Regions from separate parts of the Anas platyrhynchos genome. Here region 1 is linked to region 2. A link is a contact called in public Hi-C data. All regions are on one chromosome and are shown on one strand. The core of a region is the stretch at or near the end of the contact, and the rest is flanking DNA. Distances in the headings are between cores, read along the strand shown.

Region 1 (5,479 bases), core at 1,653-4,152, 36 kb before region 2:
TTCTTAAAGATCAAAGAAAATGTGTTTATTTGATTTGATTAAAAACAAATAAAAAGTACTTTCACTTTAACAGGTTATAGCTGGCTGTTGACAGAAACCAGGGAAAGAGTTTCCCAGAACCACAGGATAAAGGTTTTCTGCTGGTAGAGGTTCACGTACTCAGAACAGCTTGCCCACTGATACGTCAAAAGAATTATATTTTGAAAAGAGACAAAGCTGCATCAATATTAAAGGTTATGGATAAAAGGCACGTTTCCTCGGACAACATACTCCTTTTGTTTTCAATAAGTAGGACTGACGCTGTACATAAATGGGTATTTCTGTATCTTCCATCCTTTCACAAAAAATAAAAAAATAAAAAAAAATCTCTGGGAATGGGAGAAGTAAAAATTACCACTTATTTTACTGGAGGGGCAGGATATATTAGCTTAAAAACTGTTGTAACATAGCAGTAGAGTTCCCAGGTAGGAGCTGGCTTCCATGGGTCTGGGTAGAAGTTTGGATATTCCAGCCTTTGTCCAGCTGGCCCTGATATACCTCTGTCATCACAAGTTTCCAATCCACCTGGAAGGTCTCTTCCCCTGTGCTTCGATGTGACCTTATAGACCTCGTGTGAAATGATGCCATACTGGGATCCAGGCAGGAAACAGCTAAGTAATTGAAACAGGAATTTACCTTCAGTCAGACTGCCTAAAACCCAGCTTAATGAGGTTTTATGTTTGTTAATACCAATTTAATCGCTAAACGAGCATTTGAAGCAAAGTATTTTTTTTTTTTTTAAGTGTAGGTACTTTCCCCATTTCTAAAAGGTAAAACAATTCATGGTCTATATATCTCTTGAAACCTTAGGGAAGTTCCCCAGCTAAATCAAAGAGACCATATTTGACATTCCAAAAATGTTGAGGTAAAAAACATGCAGAAAAGAATTTAAAACATTCACACATTTCAGACCTTCCTATGAAAAACATTGGAAAAAAAAATTATTCTTAAAAAAAATAATAATTTTCAGGTTATCTTTAAGAGCAACATGTGGAGTTCACCACCTCAACTTTGCAAAAATAGTAATTTTAGAGGAGCGGTAGTTATTTCCACCCTAATTTTAGAGTGTCCACAAACACTAAAAGAACGGCCTCTTGAGCGGCATCCCACTTTCCATGCCGTTACCATCAGCCTGGAAGATGCCTTATAACAGACAGACAGACAGACAGACAGAGCTGCAGGCCAGCGACTTGCCTCTGCAGCCCAGCTTCATGCCTGGGGCCATGCCTGCGGGCTGCCGTCTGTGCTGCGGTGAGCCTGGCTTTGGGGCAGCCTTGAAAACATCTGCAGCATTGAGGACAGCCATACCTGCTGCTTCTGGGTAGCTGAAGCACTCATCATTCACCACACGCTCTTTTTTTTTTTTTTCATCAAAGGCTTGGTCAGCCTGACAATCGCTCATGTAACTCGTGTTAAGTTGCAGCAGAGCCACAGATAGGAATGAGATACTACTACAGCCATCTGCCGTTGAGATGCTTGCTGTAAGATTCATTAAAAGAAGCCTTCCTCAAATCTGAAATACTTGATAATTTGACGAGAAAATATGTGCACGATTTGTGTTTATGTCTGGAAGTTTTCCCTAGCGTGAAAGCCTGTCTTTAAAGGAAAACCAGATCTTTCTTGCAATGTACGCTCTTTTATGTTATGCAGCCTCGACTGGATTGCAGTGATGTCAAAAATGTACATGGAGTGACCGTATCCTGTCTGTGTCCTGCAAGAATGACTTTGAAAGTTAAATGTTTCATCTCTAGTCATATCCTGATCAACAAACTCAGTCAATAAATAAATACATTTAGTGACAAACCTAGCTTTTCTGTACGCTGCAGTTAAACAGGAACTTGACTTGTTTTTCTGTATTCACGTCTGTTCTATAATAATGAATCCAGCACCACAATATCTGAGTACCCATTATAAGATCAGAGAAACCTTTGTGGTACCCATTTTCCTAAAACTGATTTAAAAAGCCCAAACCTCCATTCCCATTCTTTTGAAGTCTGTGCTTTAAGCTTCAGACCTTAACACAAAGGGCCAGAACTTTGATCGTGTTTTTTTTTTCTAAGTGGTGATCTGATTTTGCTCAAGAAAGAGGAAAATAGTTTAAAGGGTACGCATATCCGAGAAACTATTATGCAAAGTTGCGTGCCATGAAAACATATATAATGTTCTCTTGTTGATATCATTCTTTTGTGTGTACACGATGTAATGTTTAATTGTCACGTATTAAACTTATAGTGCCATGTCAATTTGGGGTAAAACTGTAAAGGGCTTCAGTGAACTACAAGTCCCAGAAGAAATAGGTAAAGTAGATAGGCCAGCTGCACATCTGGAGCCTTGCAGCAAAACCTGTGGCAACCTTTATGACTTCCAGGAAGCCTTTTAGACTTCTTTAAGTAGAAGTTAACCTTAAGGGAGTCACCATATTATTGTGGCTATTAACGCCCACTAACACAGCAGCCTTTATTGAAGTTTTCAAAACCCCTTTGGTGCAGCGGTCAGCTGAGGGCTGCCCGGGGTGGGCAGCACACCCTGACACCCCACATTCATCTTGTGCTGCCCGTCAGGGGTCTCCCCTGAGGCCATATTTCCCCGCCAGCATCACATCAAGCATCGCTGCCTTGGTGTGATCTCATGGCACCAGGGCTGGAGGGACCCAGGAATGGCCATAGAGGGGTGAAACAGGGAGCACTCGCCCCTCGCAGCACTTAATGGCCTGGCATGGCCACACACCTAATGGCCACACATCTAATGGCCACCCCAATGCCTGCCCTATAATGGCGCCCCCATCATGGCGGCCCCTCCACCGGCCGCCATCAGCAGCCCCGCCCCCTCCAAGCCCCGCCCCCAGCCCCTAGGCCCCGCCCCCCAGCCCCGAGGCCCCGCCCCCCGGCCCTCCCCGCGCGCGTGCCGGGGCGGGGCGGAAGTGGCGGGGGGGAGGAGGCGGAAGTGGCCGGGAGCGGGGAGCCAAGATGGTGAGCGCGGAGGGCGGGCGGGGCGGCGGCACCGGGAGCGGGGGGAAGGGGCCGGGGGTGGCTCCGCCGCCTCAGTTCCCTTCCCTGAGGGGATGGAGGGTGCCTCACGGCCTGCCCCGGCCCTCGGGCTGCCCCGCTGGGCGGTGGTGGGGCTGTGCTGAGTCACGGCGGCGGCGCGGCCTTGGTGGGGCCTCGGGGATGGCTCCTGGGGGGGGGCCCAGCCCTCCTGAGGGGCCTGGGGTTCCGGGGGGGGGGCTCACAGAGCAGAGGGGGACAATCCCCGCCTTCAGCCTCCTGGCCACGCTGCTGTTGGTGCAGCACGGGGTGTGGGTGGGTTTCTGGGCTGTAATTGGATCTTTTCGGCTTATGTCGAGCTTCTCGTCAACCAGCACCCCAAGTCCATATGTATTTATGCTTATTATAACAGCTGTTATGCATATTATAACAGCTGTTTTAGGGGTTTTCTAATAACTATTAGGTTTTTGGCCATTATTCGGTGCTTTTTTGCTGAGGCACGTTGTGTGAACAATCTGAAAATCACCTCCGTAAAACCAAACAGGTTAGCTTTAAGTTAGCGGTGTGGGTTAAGATGGCCTTACGTTGTATATCAGTGGAGGTGTGGTGTTCTCATCTTCTGCTACAAGTTACTCTTTCATCTTTGTTCTTTCGATGAACTAACGTACCAGAATGTTTGAGCACAACTTCTCTTTATGTGAGCCTTAAACCATTTGTCCATATTCAATTAGATCTTACGTGATTGTGTCTGTACTGAAGTAAATAAATGCTCACAGATGTATGCTCCATCAGCTGAGCATGATTTGCCATCTTCCTTTCTATCCCCACAGCCCGGGGTGGGAACAAACAAGGGGTAGTTGTGAAATTCTATTTTAACCAGAACCCCCAATTTTTTCATCATTACCTTTAGCTGTCATTAGACTCTCTGAAAGAACTTATTGGAAGTTTTTTGTAAAGGGACTGTGAAGTCTAAGGCTTGCGTGTGAGTAGTTTGGGAAGCCTTTTAGCAATTTGTTTCATTTACTTGGTCTTAAGAGCGTATGCAAAAGGAGGCTGGTTCTATTAAAGTAATCCTCACTTTGTGTTCCAGGATTCCAGAGGAGCTGCTTCTCTGTTGAAGGACAGTATCCCAATTACTGATTTTTCAGCTTCTGGATCATTTGAAGGTCATGATCTTCTGCGCAGGGGGTACGCTTTGCTTATTGTTGTTAAATTGTGCTATAGCTGATGTTGAACTTCAGATAAAAGAAGAAAGCATGTATTAAACATTTGGTTTTTAAAGAAGGTTCTTGGCAGGTGTTTTTCAGATGCCGTAGCCTAAAGGCCATGTGTTTAGTCAGATTGTCCTTCATGCTTAAAATTTGTTGAACATCACTTTAACATCTAGGTAGTATTAATGGATTTCTACCCGTTTGCTCCCTTTTAGAAAAGTGATGTCTGAATGTTAATCAATATGAAATATATCCTAGTAGTAATATACATGTATAAAAGTGTTCTGTAGCAGTGCATGAAGTTGTTAATTTCAGCACTGATACAAAAATTAATCTATCGAAATCAGTGTATCTAAGTATGCCGAAAACACACCATATATTTCAGCTGCAAAAGCTTGGAGACTTTTAAAATCAGATATGTATTTGGGACATAACTAAACCTATACGGTTGTCATTTATTAATGTACTGGCTCTGGCTGGAATGCTAACTTTCCCGGCAGCAGCCCATACAGTGCCGTACTCTGTACTTGTAGCTGGAACAGCAGTGTTACCACACCAGTGTGATATAATGGCTTTCCTTTTCTGAAAGGAGACAAGAACAACTGTTGCTCTATTTTGTTGAACTTAAAACCTGAGGAAAAAATAGGCCTGAAATTTAACTTTTTTTTTTTGGTCTTCTGACAGTGCTGTAGATAGCTCTTATTGTCTTTTTCACCATCAAGCATTAATTCTTTTTAATAGTTCAAACGGTCGGGTCTTGTGTCTCTGAGGATTGATACTTGTATCTGGGGTTAGTTTGGAATGCAACTTAAATTGGTATCCTTATTAAGTTTTTGAAGTTCAAATCTTCCTTGTGTTTCTAGCTTTACAAGTGTGAGAAGTGAGTTGCTGCCCAGCCACCCCCTGGAGTTGTCAGAAAAAAACGTAAGTACAGTGTTACATGGAGTCTCCTTCACCCTTAACTACTTAGGGATTTTAAATTAGCAATGTGGTTGATGGGGCTGCTTGGTGCAGCAGCAAGTAAAGAGCAAAGCCTTGCCTTTAACAAAATGAAGGTGGTTAGCAACAGTAGCACTTCATGTATGGAAGTTACATTGTTGGCAACTTTAAGTTTTAACCTCCCACTTGTGACTCTTCAAGTTTGTAGGTGGGCTTCCAGGTTGTGGTTTACTTAATAAGGTGTAGTCATTTAAAGGTTGTGTTTGCTGCCTCTGTAGTTAGGTAGTTAGGCACTCCTTCCACATC
Region 2 (5,565 bases), core at 644-3,143:
CCAAACCAAGGAAAATGATGCAGGAGAATCACCTTTAATTCTTGTCAATTGATGGGAGATACTCAGCTGTCGAGTCATACAGAGAACAGCATAGTCCCTCTTAGTCCCTCTTCCTCTTTTATTTATAGAGAATAATTTTCCACGCTTTCCAATTTCAGTTTTATGAGTAATTGTTTTATTTCTGCCTACCAAATCACTTACTATGGGTTTTACCTTCTTGTAAAGCATAGCTTGCAGCCACAGCCTAAAAGTTTCCTTTTAAAGGAAACTATAATGTCCCAATCTGCCTTTTTGGCTTTATATCATTTATAGACAAAATTAACAGGATCAAACCACAGCTTGAAGAATCGTGGCATTTTTAGCTAAGGAAATGTTCTTGATGAAAACCCAGATTTTATTAGTGATACTACAATTAAATAAGCCATTATCAACTTCCTACAGATCTCGTAAGAGCAGCTCTCTTTCATTCTGGAGCCCAAATTACGGAAGCAATCTTCATAAAGGCCACTTCCCCAGCTATAGCGCCTGCTGTGATATGATTCATGCCTTTTGTCTTCTGCTTAGAATTTGGGGATGTTTATGAAGGGCTGTTATAAATACTGCATCTAATTCCTCTTTTCACAAGATGCTTTATTCACAAGAAAAAAAAAAAAAAAGAAAATCGCATCACGTACGTACATCGTATCATTTCCATTCCCATTGCCATCTGGTGCTATTCTTGTTGCCTTTATACATCTCGAAAGGATGTGAGAGCAGTGTCAGGCAGACACTCTGGAGCACACGTTGCAGTGCTAGAATTGGTTGTTGAATGGCACACAGGCAGTTCTCTTACAGTGAATCTGTGAAAACGCACGTATGAAGGCAGGAAGGGGAATAATAAACATTCAGGAGCAGGAGGAGAAATGCTGCCTCAGAATCCTACTTGCACACCATGCCCAACATGTGATCTTATAAAGAAACCCTGAAGGTGAGCAGTATAAATATCTCAGCACTTTTTTTTTACTTTCAGATTTTTATTTCCAATGGAGAAACAGCAATACTACCTGCATTGGCTGTTGATTTATCTTAAACTCTTACCTAAAAAGACAGGTCGGATCTTTTGGCCATGGCAACATCTTTGGGACAACATGGTATATCAGGACACTGCTGCTTACAGTAAGATCCCTTCTCAAAAATAAAATAAAATAAAATAAAATAAAATAAAATAAAATAAAATAAAATAAAATAAAATAAAATAAAATAAAATAAAATAAAATAAAATAAAATAAAATAAAATAAAATAAAATAAAATAAAATAAAATAAAATAAAATAAAATAAAAGGTTTTGCAAAGGCTGAGCAAAAGAAGATGAACAATCACTAACAGACCCACTGCGTTCGTCATGCCTGCTGCAGGTGAAGAGTGGCAGCAATGGTTGCATTCATATTCAAGCAGTCTATTTATGTGAACCATTATGCTAATACGTGACAAAATTATCAGTTAGGAAATTCAGATGGGTTTCCAGGTTACAAAGCAGCTGTGGCCATGAGACAGGAGAAAGCGATGAATTTAGGAATCAGGGATTTATATTTTTTTCTGTGCAAAACACTTCTTTGAAAAGCAAGAGAACTGGCCGGAGATTCAAACACAAAGTTGAACCTTTTAGAAATTATAACCAGATGCAGGTTGCACAACCAAAGGTGCCTCCACAATCTCATTTCTCTGTCCACCCTCAAGTCAATGATACCTTGACTTCTAGCAGCTACGGCAGAGCTGGACATGGGTGACACAGGCACACAGTGAGCAGAAAGATCAATGGTTTGTGTTTGCTGCTTTCCACACCTGATTTGGGGCTTTGCAGCATCGATTTGGAAAGGCAGCTCAGCAGTACTAGCCCACGTAGCCTCACAGATCTGAGGAGTGGGTCTGGGTGGCCATAGACGGGGAGGAGGTACATGGAAAAACACTCAGCATGTCCCATGTCCCATGTCCCACCACTCTCTGGTGGGAATAGTCACGAGAACAGCATTTGATTTGCCTTCTCCCAAGGAGTGAAACTTGTTTAAACAAGAATGTTGAAACTTCAGGGCCTGCAGGTAAACAAGCCTCAGCAAAGAGCATCACGGTGTTTTTTTGGTTTAATGTGATTTTTTTCCCCCTCCAGGTGAATAAAGGATTAGATGGATTATTACACATCCTGTTTTGTGGTCTGGCATTAAGTCATTGATGGGATTTATTTTTGCGAAGGGTGATTTTTAATTAGCTGAGTACAAATTAACCAAACTGCAAGAAACAAAACAAAATCTTCTTATTCATAGTTTGTGAGCCAAAGGCTGGTTCTCATCTCAGTATCTCAGTTTTCTTCCCTGAGACCTTGAAGAAGAACATGAAGTCCAACGACGCCCAGCTCTGCGGTTCCTCTATCTGCTGTGTCAGTCCTGATACACACATGTACTGCAAGAGAAACAAAGGCTGAATAATTCCAGGAAAACAAGAAGTAGCAAATGTGTCACAGGGAGCTGCACGACCTCTGATATCCTTAAAGCATCATTTGGTATTATCAACTACAAAGGTATTACAAACTCCAAATGAAAAATTCGTGTGATTAGCCAAACTTCAGGAAGTACTTCTGGAGAGCCCCCAGAGTTTGGGTTCTTCATTTGCAGACTCCTGTGATGAATGATTCAAGATTTGGAGTGCCATTCATACAGCAGCAGCGCATGCATCTTAGGGCAGAGTCTGCTACAGCGGTGAATGAAACACTTTCTGACAGCACTTGTTGCTCACCACGCCTCATCAGGGGAGCACTGGCAACAGATTTACAGTGGAGTCCTGTTTCTAGAGTGTTAGAGTTAGATTAATTGGTTTCCCAACTGCAAAACAAACTTTCCATTCATTAACACTGATGTGATTAGGAGCAGGAGCAATAAAGTCTGTCTAATCCACAGCAAACACATTTCCATCCCTGAAGCTGTCAGTAACAATTCCCCGTCAACCGGATAACATAATCTACATTGAAAACAAAACAAAACAAAACACAAAAACCACAACCCTGTTCCCAAATTCTCTTTATTCTGCAGGAGTTTCAGGGCTCGATACACACATTCTCTTTTTCCAAATGACTTTGAAGTATTACCCAGCACATTGTTCCAAATAGGGCAGGAAAACACAAAGCTCCCACTGGTAAAACAAAGAAGGTTGAATAAAGACTTTTGCTCTGAATCAGTTCTAAGAGTGACTTGAGTTATGAGGGGAAACGGAGAGGATTTCAGCTCGGGCAATGCAACACCGCCTCCCTGTGCTGCGCCGGCAGAGGATGCGCGGCTCAGGATGCACAGCTCCTCTGAAGCCCTGGCTGCCCTTTGGCGAGCACAAGCCCACCAGCACACTCAGTAAAAAGGGAACGGGACACTCTAGGTGACTGATGGAACCTTCCTAATGCGATTTATTATTTTTGCCGTTTTCCCATGCTGTTATAAATATTCACACAGGTATTTCTAGGTCCTTGTGCTGGGCATAAGCTGGCAAACATCAGAGCGCTTAAATACCACCTCCCCTGGTGAAGAGGGGATTTCAGGGAGGGAAGAAATCCAAATTAAAAATCTCCCAGGGACAGTACAGGAGGGGGGGTTCTTATTTTTTTTCTAAACAGAGGACCATGAGGTCTGCTGGGAGATCACATGCACGCACCAGCCTCCATGGTGCTGACACAGTTTTTGTGTACAAACAAAATGCTAGGCCACACAGGTTCTTTCTTTTCCACCTTAAATAGCCGGTGTTATGTGTACTTTCATGCATCAGAATGCAAATCTGCATTTTAAATGTATCTGTGCCTCCTCAATGCCCAAGCTGGGGGGCTGATGAGGACCCTCCTACACCAGCAGATTGCTGGAAGATTTTTTCATGCTCTGCAGCAGTGCAGTGGCTCCCCATGGGAGTTAGCTGCTTTGGGGAATTCGGGGCTTTCCTGGCCTCATGGCAGGCTGCCTAACTAACCACAACGATGTGTAACCACATGCCCTCATCTCCCAGGACAGCCCTGTCCTCCCCCACAGATCTTCCCAGAGATTAGAAGACACTGAACATACTTTTGAGCTCAGCACTCACTGAAGTCCCTTTTTTAACAGGGTTTTCCATCCTCCTGTATTGTTTTGATGGGGCAGATTGGAAGATACCCCATTCCAATATTCCAAATCTTACTTTTGACCTGCCTAGGCTGTAACAAGCAAATCCCGAGGTGTTCTTCCGAATCATGTTTTCCAGGTTCAGCCCCAGCAGGAGAAGGATTTCTCCTCCTCTGACCAACACCACCCAGCCTGTGGGCGGCTGGCAGGCATCACTAAGCTTCACCCTGGTTTGCCAACTCGTTATTCGCTCAAACAGGTCCAACTTGTTTTGTAAGATAAGGATTATTCTTGTTGTTGTGATTTAATAAAAAAACATTTACATTACTTTAACTATTTCCTATCTCTTCTATGAAAAAATCAGTGCTCTCTAGTCACACAGATGCTTACCAACTGAAGGTTTTTCTCTTTTGCTGAAATGAGTGCTAGCCTAGTGCTAGAGGGCATCACTTTTACACATTTTGGGTTGGAGCCTGATATTTTGACCCTGAAAGTTTGAGTAAATGTCCCCTGACAGCCTCCAGTTTTCTTCTGGTTTCACAGGCAGCTCTGCAGTGATATGCAAGAGGCAGTCCACTGTGTCTGGTCTTCCTTTGGTGAGGCTGCTGGTTCCTTTGACCCAGTGGGATGCTATATTTTCCCTGGCAGCCAACAATGTAGCAGTCACGAATCAGTTTTGAAACCCTCCAGCATCAATTCAGAGATCGGGCTCAGTAAGCAGCAAAGGGTGCCATGGCGTTTGCAGAAATGCATTCGGTGGCAGTGAGCAGCCTGGTAGCAAGCAAAGCTACAGATTGCATTTATGCCTTTTCCCTTTCCAAAAATGGAAATTTCTGTTCAAAAATCTTTAGTAGCTCATCACGCTTCATAAAGAAAAGAGGAAAAAAAGAAAAATGATGGGCGGTTGTTTGGTCAGAAGCCATATGGAAAATGAGAATTGGGTCATCAAGACCTGAAGAGGCACCAGCAGCTGCCTCTGGTGTGCCAGATGCTGGAGACACTTCCAAGCCCTGGCCATTGAGAAGCATGCTGCTAAACGAGCAAGAGCCTTTCACAGCAATAGGGAAGCTGAATTCCATAGCAACCGCATTATATCTGATATGCTGGCATGGCACTATTTGGAGGAGAGCAGAAAAGCTGTGCATGGCTTGGAAACTTGGAACTGCCGCTCCCACTACGGGAATGGGATGCGAACAGATGCCATTGCAGTAAGATGCAGGATGCTGTGTCGCAGAATGGGAAAGAAGGCATTCGCTTGTGAGGTTTTTCCTCTCCAGGATGGGGAATAAAGAAGGAATGATAAAGGTCTCCAAGAGTTTAGAGTCACCCGAGGAATCAATGAAGGGCTGGTGAATACCACCCATCATTCAGGCAGTCCCTGATGTCAAATCTAGTACTAGGAACTGAAAGGGGATAGAAATTTAGGGATGGGATGGGATAGTTACAGTTGTTTTCACCTGAA

What was found. Hi-C and Micro-C count contacts between places; a contact is called where the count stands out from the background.
Region 1: a contact with region 2 is called in a Hi-C map of F5 follicle, with 2.5 times the contacts expected there. The contact joins the promoter of POMP here to the enhancer-like site in region 2. A contact is called at or near these places in 4 of 8 Hi-C or Micro-C datasets (F1 follicle, F5 follicle, liver and 1 more).

Annotation. Positions count from the first base shown.
Region 1 is chr1:185,290,753-185,296,231 of IASCAAS_PekinDuck_T2T, reverse strand. It overlaps POMP (proteasome maturation protein), which reads left to right and starts at 2,902. Exons shown (of 6, transcript XM_027469728.3): 1 at 2,902-3,008; 2 at 4,114-4,211; 3 at 5,098-5,158. The coding sequence starts at 3,006. LOC140001499 (a long non-coding RNA gene) reads right to left here and starts at 2,830. Exons shown (of 2, transcript XR_011806743.1): 1 at 1,844-2,830; 2 at 1-650.
Region 2 is chr1:185,253,234-185,258,798 of IASCAAS_PekinDuck_T2T, reverse strand. No RefSeq gene overlaps it. Among named protein-coding and RNA genes, the nearest start is that of SLC46A3, 14 kb to the left of the region's middle. Within about 2 kb of position 1,893, at least 3 of the 8 cell types and tissues checked have an H3K27ac peak or open chromatin away from gene starts, as enhancers often do. A contact at or near this core is called in F5 follicle, where this site is marked.